Regions from separate parts of the Mus musculus genome. Here regions 2, 3 and 4 are each linked to region 1. The links are chromatin contacts, called in public promoter capture Hi-C maps. All regions are on one chromosome and are shown on one strand. The core of a region is the stretch at or near the end of the contact, and the rest is flanking DNA. Distances in the headings are between cores, read along the strand shown.

Region 1 (3,170 bases), core at 579-3,078:
CTATCTGATGTGCACATCTGTACATTTTACTACGGGACCCTGTCAAAAGAGTCTTTTGACCCCTCAAAAGGTCATGATGCACAAATTGAGAGCCACTGGCCTAAGGATTGACCCCAACAGCGATTCAACCAGACCACAGGCCTGTCAACCATACGTGTGTGTATCTATATTTATATGGACTTTTGTGTCCTGTAGTGATGTTGAGACAGTCGCATCCACCTTTCTAGAAGAAGCCAGTGAGACCACAGATGGTTATGTTACTTTCCAGCTTCCTGAGCAAAGATTTTTAGCAGATTGGCACCTCCGTGGAAAAAAAAAAAGCAAGTTTTCCCCAGTCTATCTTTTTTTTTAAAGTTTATTTATTATTTATTTTTTATGTATATGAATACACTGTAGCTGTATTGATGGTTGTGAGCTGTCATGTGGTTGCTGGGAATTTGAATTTAGGACCTCTGTTCGCTCTGGTTGACCTCTCTCACTTCAGCTTGGCCCTGCTCACTCCTGCTTAAAGATTTATTTATTATTATATGTAAGTACACTGTAGCTGTCTTCAGACACCCTAGAAGAGGGCATCAGATCTCATTACAGATGGTTGTGAGCCACCATGTGGTTGCTGGGATTTGAACTCAGGACCTTCGGAAGAGCAGTCAGTGCTCTTAACCGCTGAGCCATCTCTCCAGCCCTCTTTTTTTTTTTTTTAAATATTTATTTATTTATCTATCTATTTATTTATTTATTATATGTAAGTACACTGTAGCTGTCTTCAGACACTCCAGAAGAGAGCATCAGATTTTGTTATGGATGGTTGTGAGCCACCATGTGGTTGCTGGGGTTTGAACTCAGGACCTTTGGAAGAGCTGTCGGTGCTCTTAACCACTGAGGTATCTCACCAGCCCCCCCAGTCTATCTTTAAAACAACAGTTTCCACTGGGTATGATTATCACTGCACTTCATTCACCTGCATTTCTGAGAAGATTGCAACTTGGAACAAGCCTACTGCTACCTTGAGGGAATTGTAAAAAATTATAAGTCTGACGATGGTCCCAGCAAATGAGAACGCTTGAGGAAGTGGTCCTGCATAAAGATTGTGTAAGCCATTTATGAGCTCTGCCTTTACTTTGTGTGGGTTTAATAAATAAATGTTCATTGGGAAAAACGAAGTCTAGTTTTGGAAGGTTTAATAAAGTTATGGCTTTATTTTCCTAATTGGTTTTGTTTAGACGAAAAGTTCAAATTAATTTAAAGTCAGCTAACGACCTTGTCAGGAGTAAAAAAGATAGGTGGAGTGAAATCTGTGCAGGTGGGAAAATGTTAATGGACAATACTCTAACGGAATTAACGGACATTGGTTTGCATCTTTAACCCTCAAGAATAGAAAATCCACAGCTTCAAAAATGTCAAAAAGAAAATCTGTTAATTCATAAGACAAATACGGAGGCCATGGGACTTCTGGCTTGAGAGTTCCCTGCGGTCTGATTACACATTTGGAGTTTAAACCACAAGGTCCAAATGGGTGAGTTTGTTCTTGACAGCAATGGTTTCGGGACCATTACTAGGTCCTAGTCCCTCGCCCCTTCCATCCCTTCTTGTCTTCCACAAGCACGATTCGCCTAACACTTAACGTCCCTTCCTTCCTTCCCCATCTTCCTTTTCTCACCCAGTAAATCTTCCCTCTGCTCTCTTAATTTTAGAAATAGTTTTGAGACAAAGGAGAAAAGCCAGACGAGAAATCCCAAACTTATCGTGCAAACCCCGCCCACTCACGCCCGGACAAGACTTCCGGGTTCTGCCTCCGCGGCCGCGCCACTTCCTCTGACGTCACCGGTCAGAGGTGACCGGCAAGATGTCCGCAGGCGGCGGCGGCCGCTTAGAGCTCCTGTAGCGCGGCTCATCTGTGTGACAGGGGCCGGGCGGAGGCGGCTGAGAGTGGTCGGGGAGGGGACAGGAGGCGGAGGACGGGTGGCTAGGCGCTCCGGGTGCACGGGCCGCTACCGGGAATGCGCTGCAGCGCCCCGTGCAGCCTGAAAGGCGAGCCCCGCAGGAGCTCTTCATGCCGCCCACCGGCTTAGAGTCCTCCAGGATGAACAGGAAGAAAGGAGACAAGGGCTTCGAAAGCCCACGGCCGTACAAATTATAAGTACCTTTCCCCTACTCCGTTTCTCGCCCTGCTCTGATTTTGTTTTCATTGATTCTGTGAGTGACTTGATGAGTCCGGGAAACTAGTGGGAAATTAGAGCCCACTCCAGGGGACATGATGTTTGTAGGGTGAAACGGTTTTGAATAATTGTTCAGCATACTCCTTCCCCGCCCACGGGCTCATAAACCTTTCTTAAAGTACCGCTATATTTTTTTGTCAAGACAAACCTTTTCATGGCTGTTGCTCGATTTAAAATAAGCAGGTTACTCATTTTGTAGAATTCGAAGACAAACTACTGTGTGGTTTTTGAGCGGCTCAGTATATAGTCCCTATTCGTACTTAGATTTATGCTTTCATATAATAATAGTCGTTTCTTTCTTTTTTTTTATATATACAACCCATCAGGTCGTCTGTATCAACAACATAAACTTCCAGCGAAAATCAGTTGTGGTAAGATCACTCCCGGTCATCATAAGTCAGCCTTTCACAGTTCTTGGGGGGGATTCTATAGTCTTCCAGATTATATGGTGCCCCAGAATAAGACATAAGAATTCAAGTCTAGTTTGCTATACATGCTGTTCTCTGTTCTCCCCACCTTTTCCCATTTCCTGATTAAAATGTTCAAATATGCTAAGTATATTGTGCAATAGGAAGTCTTTATAGTCAAACACCTTCACATTGTGCATTAGACAGGACAGCCTGTAGTCATAGCAGTCTTAGATTCAGCTGTTCATTTATGGAGTGTCATTTGGAATATTTGTCACACATTGCTATTTGGGGATAGAACGTGAAAACATTAGGGAGTATTTGTAATTTAAGTTTTTACTTCAGCAGTATAGGAAACTCATGATACCTCTCAGTGAAGCTTAGCATTATTAGAGTCAACGTGATTGATAGAATTATACTGTGTTAGTTGAATTGCTCTTGTCTATAAGACATTCCTTTTTTGTTGTTGTTGTTGTTTTGTTTTTTGTTTTTCAAGACAGGGTTTCTCTGTATAGCCCTGGCTGTCCTAGAACTCACTCTGTAGACC
Region 2 (3,292 bases), core at 172-2,671, 280 kb after region 1:
TTTGTATAACTACACCACAAAGATTCTAGCACAAATAGAGTGCATATTCTCTTGGATTAAGACAGTAAAGGCACCAAACAATTGCACATGTGCTTCTTAAATTGATCTTCACTTTCCCCAACAAACACCAATAAGAAAGTGAAGACTCTGGGTACTGGGTCCAGGAAATAAACTGATTTTCTGATGTTGGAGACTCACATCTTTCCTTGGGATCCTGGATGCTACTTATCTTTGTGAAGCTTAGCACTTCGTGAGGCCACTCCTGAAACTCAGAGAAGCCTCCTCTGTCAAAAGGAATAATAATGACATCATGGCATTTGTGGAATGATGGATGTAACTGGATGTCATCATACCAAATGAACTAGGACAGTGTCAGAAAGACAGGTATAGTGTTTTTTTTTTCTTATTCGTGCTTTCTAGAGTTTTAGGTAGATGAATAAAATAGTGTATGCATATATGGATCAAATAGAAGATCTGTGTGGGTGTGCAGAGGCTACTAATGATACTAATAATAAGAGGGAGAGGAAAGAAAGGGCAGAAGGTATGAGAGAGAATAGACTTTGTATTTCACATTTTGTACAGGAACTTAAAATGAATTAAAATTAAATATTTTTTTAAAAAGTCAATTGAATTTATTCATCCTGTAGATCGACATTGAAATTGATAGTCTTTTAGAAGCAAATATCTGCAGACTGACACAGGTATACGTAGTTCATTGATCTTTCCTTCACCCCCCCCCCCCCCGCCCCAGTTTCTTATAAAGCATGTTTTGAAGGCTGGTAAACTCAGAGGGAAATAAAGACTTCTGTGATAAAACACTGGGTTTTAAAATCCGTTCCATGTGGTTTGAATATGCTCCAAACATTTAGTAGGAAAAGTGTGCACTTAATCATGACAGTATGACTGGAAAAGTTTTTGGGTTTTTTGTTTTGTTTTGTTTTGTTTCTTTTGTCAGCACAAAACTCTGGAGAGTAGCTGGGGACTGGGAGGCATAATCTTGAATAATTACATGCAAGGTTGTTCTCAACAGATAGCTTCAAAGGAGAGAACAAGCTGACTAAAAGCAGAGTGCAGATGGTGGAGGAAGCGGTCACGGGAGCGTGGCATGTGGGAAAGATTTAGAGTAGTTGTTGTGGACAGTCAATAAGGAATCCCTTATGGAGGGTGTGATGGTTGGCATTAATCATTAACTGGCAAGCATCTAGAATTACCGGTGAGATGGGTCTCAAGGCACACCTGTGAGGGGTTACCTAGATCAAAGTTAGCCTTCCAGAATGTCTGCAAGGGATTATTTTGATTGTGTTAATTGATATGGGATGATTCATTTTAATTGAGGTCAGGACCATTTCCTGGGCAGGGACTTTTGTAATGTATGAAATGGGAAATTGAGCTGAACACAGTAAATACATACATGTATTTATCCCTCTCTGCTTCCTTACAGCAGATGTGGTATGATCAGCTTCTTCAAGCTCTGCTGCCTTGACTTCTCCACTGTGTTGGCTGTTCCTTGAACTAAGATGAACACATTCTCTCTTAACTTGCCTTTGTCTGAGTGTTTTATCACAGTAATGGGAGGGAGATAAGAGTTATACAAAGATTGTCAGCATTCAGGCAACACACACACACACACACACACACACACACACATTGGAGTCTGGTGGTAGGCTATATGTATATGGAGTCTGATGGTAGGCACTTCAGTAGGGACAGTTTTATCAATCTGTCAGGTATGTGTTCAAAAGTTCCAAGTATCTTCCATATCACAAATATTCAGTGATGAATAGGACCTTTAATGGATATTTTCACATTCAGGGAAGCCTGGCTGTTCTATGAATGAAACCTAATTCTTTGACTTAGTGTAAAGACTTAGTTTGTGTTGCTATAACAAAATAACTTAGCCTGGATAAACTATAAAGAACAAAAATTATTTTTTCAGAGTTTGGAGGCTAGGGAATCAAAATTAAAAGAAGTTGTAGATTCATAGTGGAAGAGCTGCATTCTACCTATAGGGTGGCAACTCTTGCTCTATCCTCATGTGGTGAAAGCAAGAAAGAAGACAAACGCTGTGATCTAATATGCCAGACAAGTAGAAGAGAGTGACCGTATCCTTCATATCCTTCAATCAAAGCCCCGTTTCTGAATCTCTGAGCTTTTGGCCTTTTGGATTTAATTTTCTTCAAAAAATCCACCCCTGAGTGTTATCACACCACCACCAGTAAGCATCAGCTTGTGAACTTTGGGGGACATAGTCAGACTGTAGACCTCAGCATTCATTTTGTGGAATGTAGTCGACTTCTGTTTATGGGTAACTATTAGCCTGCTGTATGCAGAATCACATTTTATTTATACATTTATTCATCAGTAGATGTTTAGGTTGTCTCCACTCATATGAAGTACATACAATTAGATACTTGTTGAAACAGAAAATAGAACGATGAGTGCCAGAGACTGAAGGGAGGAGGCGAGAGGAATTGCTAACTGCAGCAATGCATGGTGAAAACGCTCCAGAGGGGTGCCACACAAAATTGCGATGCTAGCTAACAACATTACACTGCACATTTATACATTTTAAACGAGAGATTAGATGTTACATGTTTTTAACCACAGTTTTAAAAATATTGTAATCTGGAGCCACTTCCTTGTTAGCCTTTGCAAGAAAGACAAGTAAACCTTGAAGAAATAGGGGTTCTCGGACTGCAAGGGAGTAGTGAGGTTAGGAGACGAGCAAAGTCAGGAGAAATTAAACTATGAGGAAAACAGGAAGAGATTGAGAGCCAAGGGTTATACTGAGCAGAAAATAGAGAGCTGCAAAGATGAGAACTTAGGGACACAGTCATTTCCCAGACTGCACATAATTAAAGTTTAGACAGTCCTTGTGTTTGGCACATGTAGTGGTTCAGGAACTTTCACTTCTCCAAGTGAGAGAGAATGCTGTATGTGTCCAGCAATTTCATCCCTTCCCTACCTCAGAATTTCTGTTCTTGTCAGTAGGTTGATAAATTTTGTTACTTTTATGTAAAAGTATAGCTAGAAAAAGTTGTTAGATGTAACTAGAAAAATGGGAAAAAATGGAAGTGTGTGGAAGAATTAAATAGCATCATTTTAGTCTCTCCTCTGTGAAGAATGTGGACGAGGGATAATAAAAAGTTAAACAAAAGAAAAAGATAGAGGAACCATGCCCCTACTCTATATATTAAAGAGCTGTAAAGAGGTGACAGAGGTATAAGAACATATGGAGAGAGAGAGAGAGAGAGAGAGAGAGAGAGAGAGAGAGAGAGAGAGAGAGTTAATT
Region 3 (3,493 bases), core at 103-2,602, 330 kb after region 1:
TTGGGAAAGGCATTAAGTTTTCTTGATATTGAAGCACAGTATGTCACCACTAGCTGAAAGGGAGGGAGGGAGAGAGAGAGAGAGAGAGAGAGAGAGAGAGAGAGAGAGAGAGAGAGAGACAGAGAGAGAGAGACAGAGAGAGAGAGACAGAGAGAGAGAGAGAGAGACAGAGAGAGACAGAGAGAGAGACAGAGAGAGACAGAGAGAGACAGAGAGAGAGAGAGAGACAGAGAGAGAGACAGAGAGAGAGAGAGACAGAGAGAGAGACAGAGAGAGAGAGAGAGACAGAGAGCGCTTCAGACTCTTACCAAGGGTGGTAGGTATGACCCTAATTACAGTACCTGATGGGAAATTGATCTCCCATTGATTACTTCCCATAAGTCTCGGTTGGTGAGTTGCCTGCATTTTATTTTACTGTAGCTCAGATTGGAGTGTCATAGTCCTCCCAGGAGAAGGAGTTGCTTTGGCTCCAATTAGGACAATTACAGGTGTGAAAGCAAACTCTCTGGGCTGCTGCGGGTGGGGGGTGGAGGCAGAGGGGGACTATAGACCTGGGGGTAAGCTCATACTTCCATCACCCCAAGTGTTCCCCTGGAGCTGGCCAAACTCTGGCCCTTAACTCTGTTTTCATCCCTTCTCTAGGCGGCAAGTGACCTACCTGCACGGTGCATGTTTCCTCTCAGCCTGATACCCGGTACATTGAAAGCTCTCCACACATGTCAATTACTGTACTGCACTATTGCTACAAATGTTTTTGCTTAGTTCTCTGGGAAAGTAAAAAAAGAGGGCCAAGTTTCACCTAGCTGCCAGAGGAGAGGTCAGGCCAAGAAGGGGACAGCAGGGTGGGAATGGAGGTAGGATTACCCATGCAAATGCCAGTCTGGTTGTTGGGGTCTGCGCTGCGGTCACAGTAGAGACCACTGCTCTGGTCACAGGGTCTCATCTCAGAACAACTCTCCCCGCGCTGGCGGGCGCACACCGGACAGCAGGAGCAGCCGTCCAGCACCGAGCGCACCCCGGGGGCGCAGGTCGGTGATATACTGGGGCACTTGGGTGGGCACCGAGAAGGGCAGCGCAGAGATGCAGAGACCTAGGAAGATCGACGAGACAAGAAAACGAACTCAGGTTATCAGGGGCGAACCAAGGCAGGGTGAGCCCGGGACGGACCAGAGGCAGTCCAGGAGGTCCAAGTAATCGGGGGCATCTTAAGCGTGCGCCACTTACTTGACTTAAGAGATGGAAGAGCAGGAAGCCTAGGCAGAGGCATCGCTTTCGCAGGAAGAGGCTCATGTTCTGCCTGCTAGGGCTGTTACAGGCTGGAGATGGGACTGCCCCTTCACCCAGGTCTGGCTGAGCGGCGAGCGCCACCCGTGCAGGTTTTATAGTGCGCTCCAGGGACGCAAAACCGGTTGGCTGCACTGGGAGGAGGGGGTGGGGTGGGGGGAATCAGCTGGGTGGGGAAATAGAAGGAGCTCCGCGGTTGCCTTGGTGATGGGCCCCAAGGCAGCTCTCCTTAGGGCGTGGCGCCCGGCCTGAGTATGCCTCTGTGTGTGTGTGTGTGTGTGTGTGTGTGTGTGTGTGTGTGTGTGTGTGTGAGTGAGTGGACTGGCTTTTCCCTGAGCACAGGGAGGGACTGGGTGGAGCCCGGAGGCCAAGACCCCGAGCCAGCTACAGCTCGTGAGAAGGAAACACCCTCTTCCTCTGGGTGGTTGCTTCACCTTCCCCCTGACACCGCTACTTCCTAGCACCCTCCGCCCTCACAGTTCCAACCAGAGCTACAAATGTGGAGCTCTTGATCGGGATGCTTAAAGTTTGGAGCCATATGAGCTGGGCAGGGATTGGCCAGAGGCCCAGAAGTTTAGTCATAAGGGAAGCACATGCAAGTTTGTCACCCTTTATTGGGGGACTCTTTGAAATATTTTGAGGGGGTGGGTAGGAGGAAAGGACACGACACGACACACACACACACACACACACACACACACACACACACGAGGGAAATGAAATAACAGAAAAGAGTCACTTCATCAGAGTTGGGGGCTGCTATTGGCCAAATGGCCAAATTCTTCTGATTGTAATCACGCCAAGATTTGCAAAGTCTTAAAACCCAAGTTCTACATGCTCAGTAGAAATAAACATGAAACAATGGAACACAAATAAAAACGGGAGCAGGGAGACGTTTTCTAGTAGAGGAAAAGTCTTGAAGCATCTGCCATATGACATCAGATGTAAAACTGCTTCTAACTGCCTCACTGGCTTGCACTCAGTGCCCCATGAATGGAGCAGGAGCCTGAGAGAGGATGCTTCCTGCTTGACTTGACTCTCCAGCTGGCATTCATTTGCAAAAGAAAAAGGTGATGTGCTGAGGTATGCTTCCCTTCTGTCAGAAGAAATAGAGAGCAAGTTTGACCCCTTCAAAAATGACCAGCAGGCAGTGGCGCACACCTTTAATCACAGCACTTGGGAGGCAGAGACACATGGATTTCTGAGTTCGAGGCTAGCCTGGTCTACAAAGTGAGTTCCAGGACAGCCAGGGCTATACAGAGAAACCCTGTCTTAAAAAAACAAAACAAAACAAAACAAAACAAAACAAAACCAAAAAAGTGACCAACAGATTTAAAACATGTTTTCGCCTTGACTTCAGTATTATGCCCCTTGGTGGGGAGGGACTATGCGCACGCAGCCCTCTTGAGGATAGCTACTTCAAATCACCAAACCAAACCAAATCAACCAACCAACCAACCAACCAACCAACCAACCAAACAAACAAAACACTTGGTGAGCAAGATTATACAGGCTTGTATAGCTCTAGACTTTACAAAGAAACAAATTGCCCTTGCATTACTGACCTTCAGCAGGAGGGAAACCAATGGCAGAGTGCATAGGGAGCCCGGGCTGTCCCTCTAATACTCCAAGATGGCACAGTCACTTCTACCTCCTTTATGGCTATTCTTTTAGAGCTCAGAACTGCTCAGATGCATTCCCACAATGGTGACAATTCTGCTTTTGTTTGGCACACTCTGGATGAGAAGCATGCAAAGTTTAGGCAGAGGTAGGGGAGCTAATTTGCACATCTGATTGGAGGCGTCCATCAGGTTAGTGGGGCTCATGTATCACCTGGCTCTGCCATGCTTCCATCCAGCTGCACATCCGAGACAATGAGAGCGCACGTCTCCCAAAATCGCTGATTCTTGACCCTCTCCAGGGTGGCTCTTGGGATGTTGAATTTTAGTGCCTGATTAAATGGAAGCTAACTTTGGGCAAAGGAATTGGGCACAGCACTGAGTTTGGGCTTCAGTCTGGGAAAGGGTGAGGAAGGGAAGAAAGGTGTAATTTAAGGACAAGGAAATGGCAGACACACTTCTATGTTATGGCTAATCTGGTGCTGTTATGTATTCAAATGCTGAATACTGGCTCCTGAGATTTGGTTACCCCAGTGAACAAATCCTCCTGTATACCAAGTGATGCTATGTAACCTTGTTCCCTAAGTTAA
Region 4 (3,179 bases), core at 86-2,585, 500 kb after region 1:
CAAGGTTTTCAGCTCAGCAGCACAAAAGGGAACCCCGAGTGACCTAGATCCAGGTTATGCAAACTCGCAGGAGTGGATGAGGGTTGACATGAAAACCCTAAACAGAGCAAACAGAACCAGCCGACAGGAATGACACCGCTTTGCTGACATGTCTTTCTATTTGACATTCTCCCAGCATGACGCAACCCCAGTTGCCCAATTTCTATTTGCACATTTCCCCCTTGTCCACAAGGAGCTTCAAAAACTCCCAACTCCACAGCATTCCTTTCGCTAAGTTCAAGTGTCTAGTTCAACAAGGTGGCAGGGCAGGCTTGTGGCATCAACTTGACTTTGGGCGGAGCAAAGTGTTCTGAGGTGGTTTGGAATTCTCAGGTAAACTTAGAAAAGGACAGGAGGTGCAAAGGCAAGAGCTGAGGCTGACTGCCCCACTTCCACTTTGCCCCTCCATTTTCACACCCACTTGATTACACACTGCCTGCTGCACCTACAACCTCACCTTTCTCCCTGCCCTGTTCTTTCTCAATCCAAAGGGCACTGGCTATGGCAAGGGTGAGTCTGGTGAAAACCATACCCAGGCTTCAGCCTCCTCTTCCTTTCCCTGGCGCCTCCCGTCCAGGCTTTCCACATCCTAACAGCTTCCTGGCCACCCAGTCATCAGTTCACCTTTGCACCACCCAACAAAATGGCAGGTTGGCAACGGGAAAGGCCGAGAACGCTGGTTCCTCCTCTAGTCAAACGCAGCTCCTATCCAAAGCCCAGAGTCCCCGAGATCCAACAGGAGAGGGCTCCTGCCCAAGTCCCTAATCATGGGCCCCTAGCCTGATCGGTCTCTAGGGCACATTTCCATTCCAGGCCGGCGAGCAGGTGTCCGCGTAACAGGTGCCAGGCAAGAGGCCCGGGTCCTAAGTGGAGAGGACCCCGAGACTGACTCCAGTAAAAGGCCACTTCTAGAGGATGAAGGCTGAGGGAGGGGTATTCAGAGGGACCAACCCCGGGCTGGGGGCAAGGATGCTGCCTGTCCATGCTCCCGGGACTCGATCTTCACCTAAGCTGCCCCACTTACAATCTCCAGACAGACGAAAGCTCCGGAGTACGTCCTTAGGATGTCGGGGCCAGCGGGCAGGGTGACCCGGGGCGCCGGGAAGGACACGGCAGGGTTCGGGGGCGGCGGGACTGCTCCGCCGGCCGACATGCTGCCGCTGCTACGTCTCCGCGCACCGCCACCGCCGCCACCGCCTCCCGCGTCCCGCCGCCGCCTCCCGGGCTTGGCCGCCGCCGCCGCCGCCGCCGCCGATCCGATCCGTGGGGTTCAGGCGTGCTGCTCGCGGAAAGGGTGTGGCCACGGGCCCTCTGCCGACAGAGGCCCGCCCCGTCACGTGGGCACAGGTGAGCGCGCCTCCGCCCTAGCGACAGTCAGGGTCACCAGCACAGGTGTGGTGCGCCCCAGCCTCAGCGCCAGCTCTGCAGCCCTCCTGGATCTTCAGATCACTTGCTGCTCCTGCACTAACTGTCTGCTGGTTCCCACCTGCCCATCCCACTCAAGTCTCCCCGCTGGTCCTCACCCACTTTCCCCAGTTGGGTAGGAAGACAGAGGCTGTGACTCAGAAGGAAAACACCAAGTTGCCAGGCACACCTGGAAAATGGGATGCCTGTTTTAAAGGCGATTCTAGGGGGATTTTCAGGGTCATGTAGCACATTGGAGTCGTTGGCAGTGGGACCCTGGAGGAAGGCCTTGAGTCATTTCTGTTCTGGTCTCAGAAATCCGTACGAGGATGTCCACCAATGATGGGCAGAAGAGTTAGGTGTACAGGAAGCGATGTAGCTTATAGGATGGTAGCTATTTTTTCCAGTTTTGACGTCAATAATCATACACAAAATGTTAGCTTCATTACGTTTCCACACAGACACTTTTTATTCCATTTTCAGAAAGGTATTCTTTGCTACTGCTTTTAAAGACTTAACAATTATTAAAACAGAACAGGACACTACTACATATGAATCCCAAGCCCCAGTTTCCCCCCCTTGCATTCCCATTTTATTGGTTTTGCTGTCAATGTTCTGAAAGTGGAATGAACAAAGGGACATTTCTCAGAGATCATCTAAAGATAAGTTCCACAGATCAGCACATATGTAGACCACGTTGGTAAAACCTGACCCAGGCATGGGGATACACGCCCGGAATCATAGTACTTCACAGAGTGTGGATTGCCCTGAGTTTGAAGTCAGCATAGACTGCAAAGCTGGTAATAGAATAGCTTGGGATACCTAGAAAGAACCTGTCAAGCAACAAGAACAGCAATCAAGTATGTGGATATGTAAATGTGTGTCTACTATACACATATGCATGCGTGCACACATGTACACGGACACACAAACCTATTCGAGTATCGGACATTCTACAAATTGAGTCTTGTTCTGATCTATTAAGTTTAGCTCTTGAACTGTGAGTTGTTCCCTGCATGGGTTGTCAGCAGGTTTTACCCTATGTCTTCATTATTTTAATAATCGAAACTCTTAGGTGTGGTGGTGGCACTACAGTAAAAGCCACAAAGGAGGGTGTGGATGAAACCTTGTTTGGGCTTCCTGACACCACCACCTGTTAGTCACCAGTTTCTGGCAGTTCGTGTGTGCTGGCTATCTAGTAGGAAACCTCAACTTCTCTGTATTGCTTTGTTCAATCGATGAACTTTTCTGTGTCCAGATCCTGATTGGCAAGAGATCTTTATATTTTATTTTCTGCCTAGGCAGCCCTTAAAGGATCTTCAAAGGTGAGGCCACTCCCGAGAATTTGTTATGGAAATGCCCAGTAACTACATACAAGGTACCAAAGTGTTGTGGTGAGTGAACTTGGAATGACCTTGGAATTTGTGGATCCATTAACGACCTAAAACTTCACCTGTGTATATTTTAAAGGTGTCACCAAAAAGAACACAGTGACTACACCCTTTCCAGCACCTACTTTGCCATAACTGCTTTTGTACCCACCCCTACCTACTTTGGTTTCCCAAAGTCAGGAGAATGAGAGACTGTTATGTACCTCTCTCCTACAGAATAGCAAATCTGCTCCATAACTAATGCTCTTTCTGGAATGGACTCCCTTTCCATGATCACTATCTATATCAGTATTGTTTTTCTTGATGATCCCAATTTCATCTCCATGATGGCAACTCTAGCATCCG

What was found. Promoter capture Hi-C pulls out the DNA fragments that hold promoters and counts their contacts.
Region 2: a contact with region 1 is called in a promoter capture Hi-C map of second pharyngeal arch cranial neural crest, with 2.9 times the contacts expected there. The contact joins the enhancer-like site here to the promoter of Taf2 in region 1. A contact is called at or near these places in 9 of 39 promoter capture datasets (the 3T3-L1 cell line, cranial neural crest, frontonasal cranial neural crest and 4 more), 1 of 15 datasets of contacts at CTCF or cohesin (the NIH/3T3 cell line), 6 of 484 Hi-C or Micro-C datasets (the AML12 cell line, embryonic stem cells, nephron progenitors and 2 more) and 1 of 115 datasets of contacts at active chromatin or transcription factors (bone marrow-derived dendritic cells).
Region 3: a contact with region 1 is called in a promoter capture Hi-C map of the SN4741 cell line, with 2.5 times the contacts expected there. The contact joins the promoter of Ccn3 here to the promoter of Taf2 in region 1. A contact is called at or near these places in 3 of 39 promoter capture datasets (the SN4741 cell line, cranial neural crest and embryonic stem cells) and 1 of 484 Hi-C or Micro-C datasets (embryonic stem cells).
Region 4: a promoter capture Hi-C map of liver shows a contact between it and region 1, with 2.6 times the contacts expected there. The contact joins the promoter of Mal2 here to the promoter of Taf2 in region 1. A contact is called at or near these places in 2 of 39 promoter capture datasets (both in liver).

What each region holds. Positions count from the first base shown.
Region 1 is chr15:55,070,810-55,073,979 of GRCm38.p6, reverse strand. Taf2 (TATA-box binding protein associated factor 2) reads left to right here and starts at 1,828. Exons shown (of 26, transcript NM_001081288.1): 1 at 1,828-2,133; 2 at 2,533-2,587. The coding sequence starts at 2,051.
Region 2 is chr15:54,794,335-54,797,626 of GRCm38.p6, reverse strand. No RefSeq gene overlaps it. Among named protein-coding and RNA genes, the nearest start is that of Ccn3, 50 kb to the right of the region's middle. Within about 2 kb of position 1,421, at least 5 of the 459 cell types and tissues checked have an H3K27ac peak or open chromatin away from gene starts, as enhancers often do. A contact at or near this core is called in second pharyngeal arch cranial neural crest, where this site is marked.
Region 3 is chr15:54,743,769-54,747,261 of GRCm38.p6, reverse strand. Ccn3 (cellular communication network factor 3) reads right to left here and starts at 1,352. Exons shown (of 5, transcript NM_010930.5): 1 at 1,225-1,352; 2 at 865-1,090. The coding sequence starts at 1,290.
Region 4 is chr15:54,569,522-54,572,700 of GRCm38.p6, reverse strand. Mal2 (mal, T cell differentiation protein 2) reads right to left here and starts at 1,335. Exons shown (of 4, transcript NM_178920.4): 1 at 1,064-1,335. The coding sequence starts at 1,192.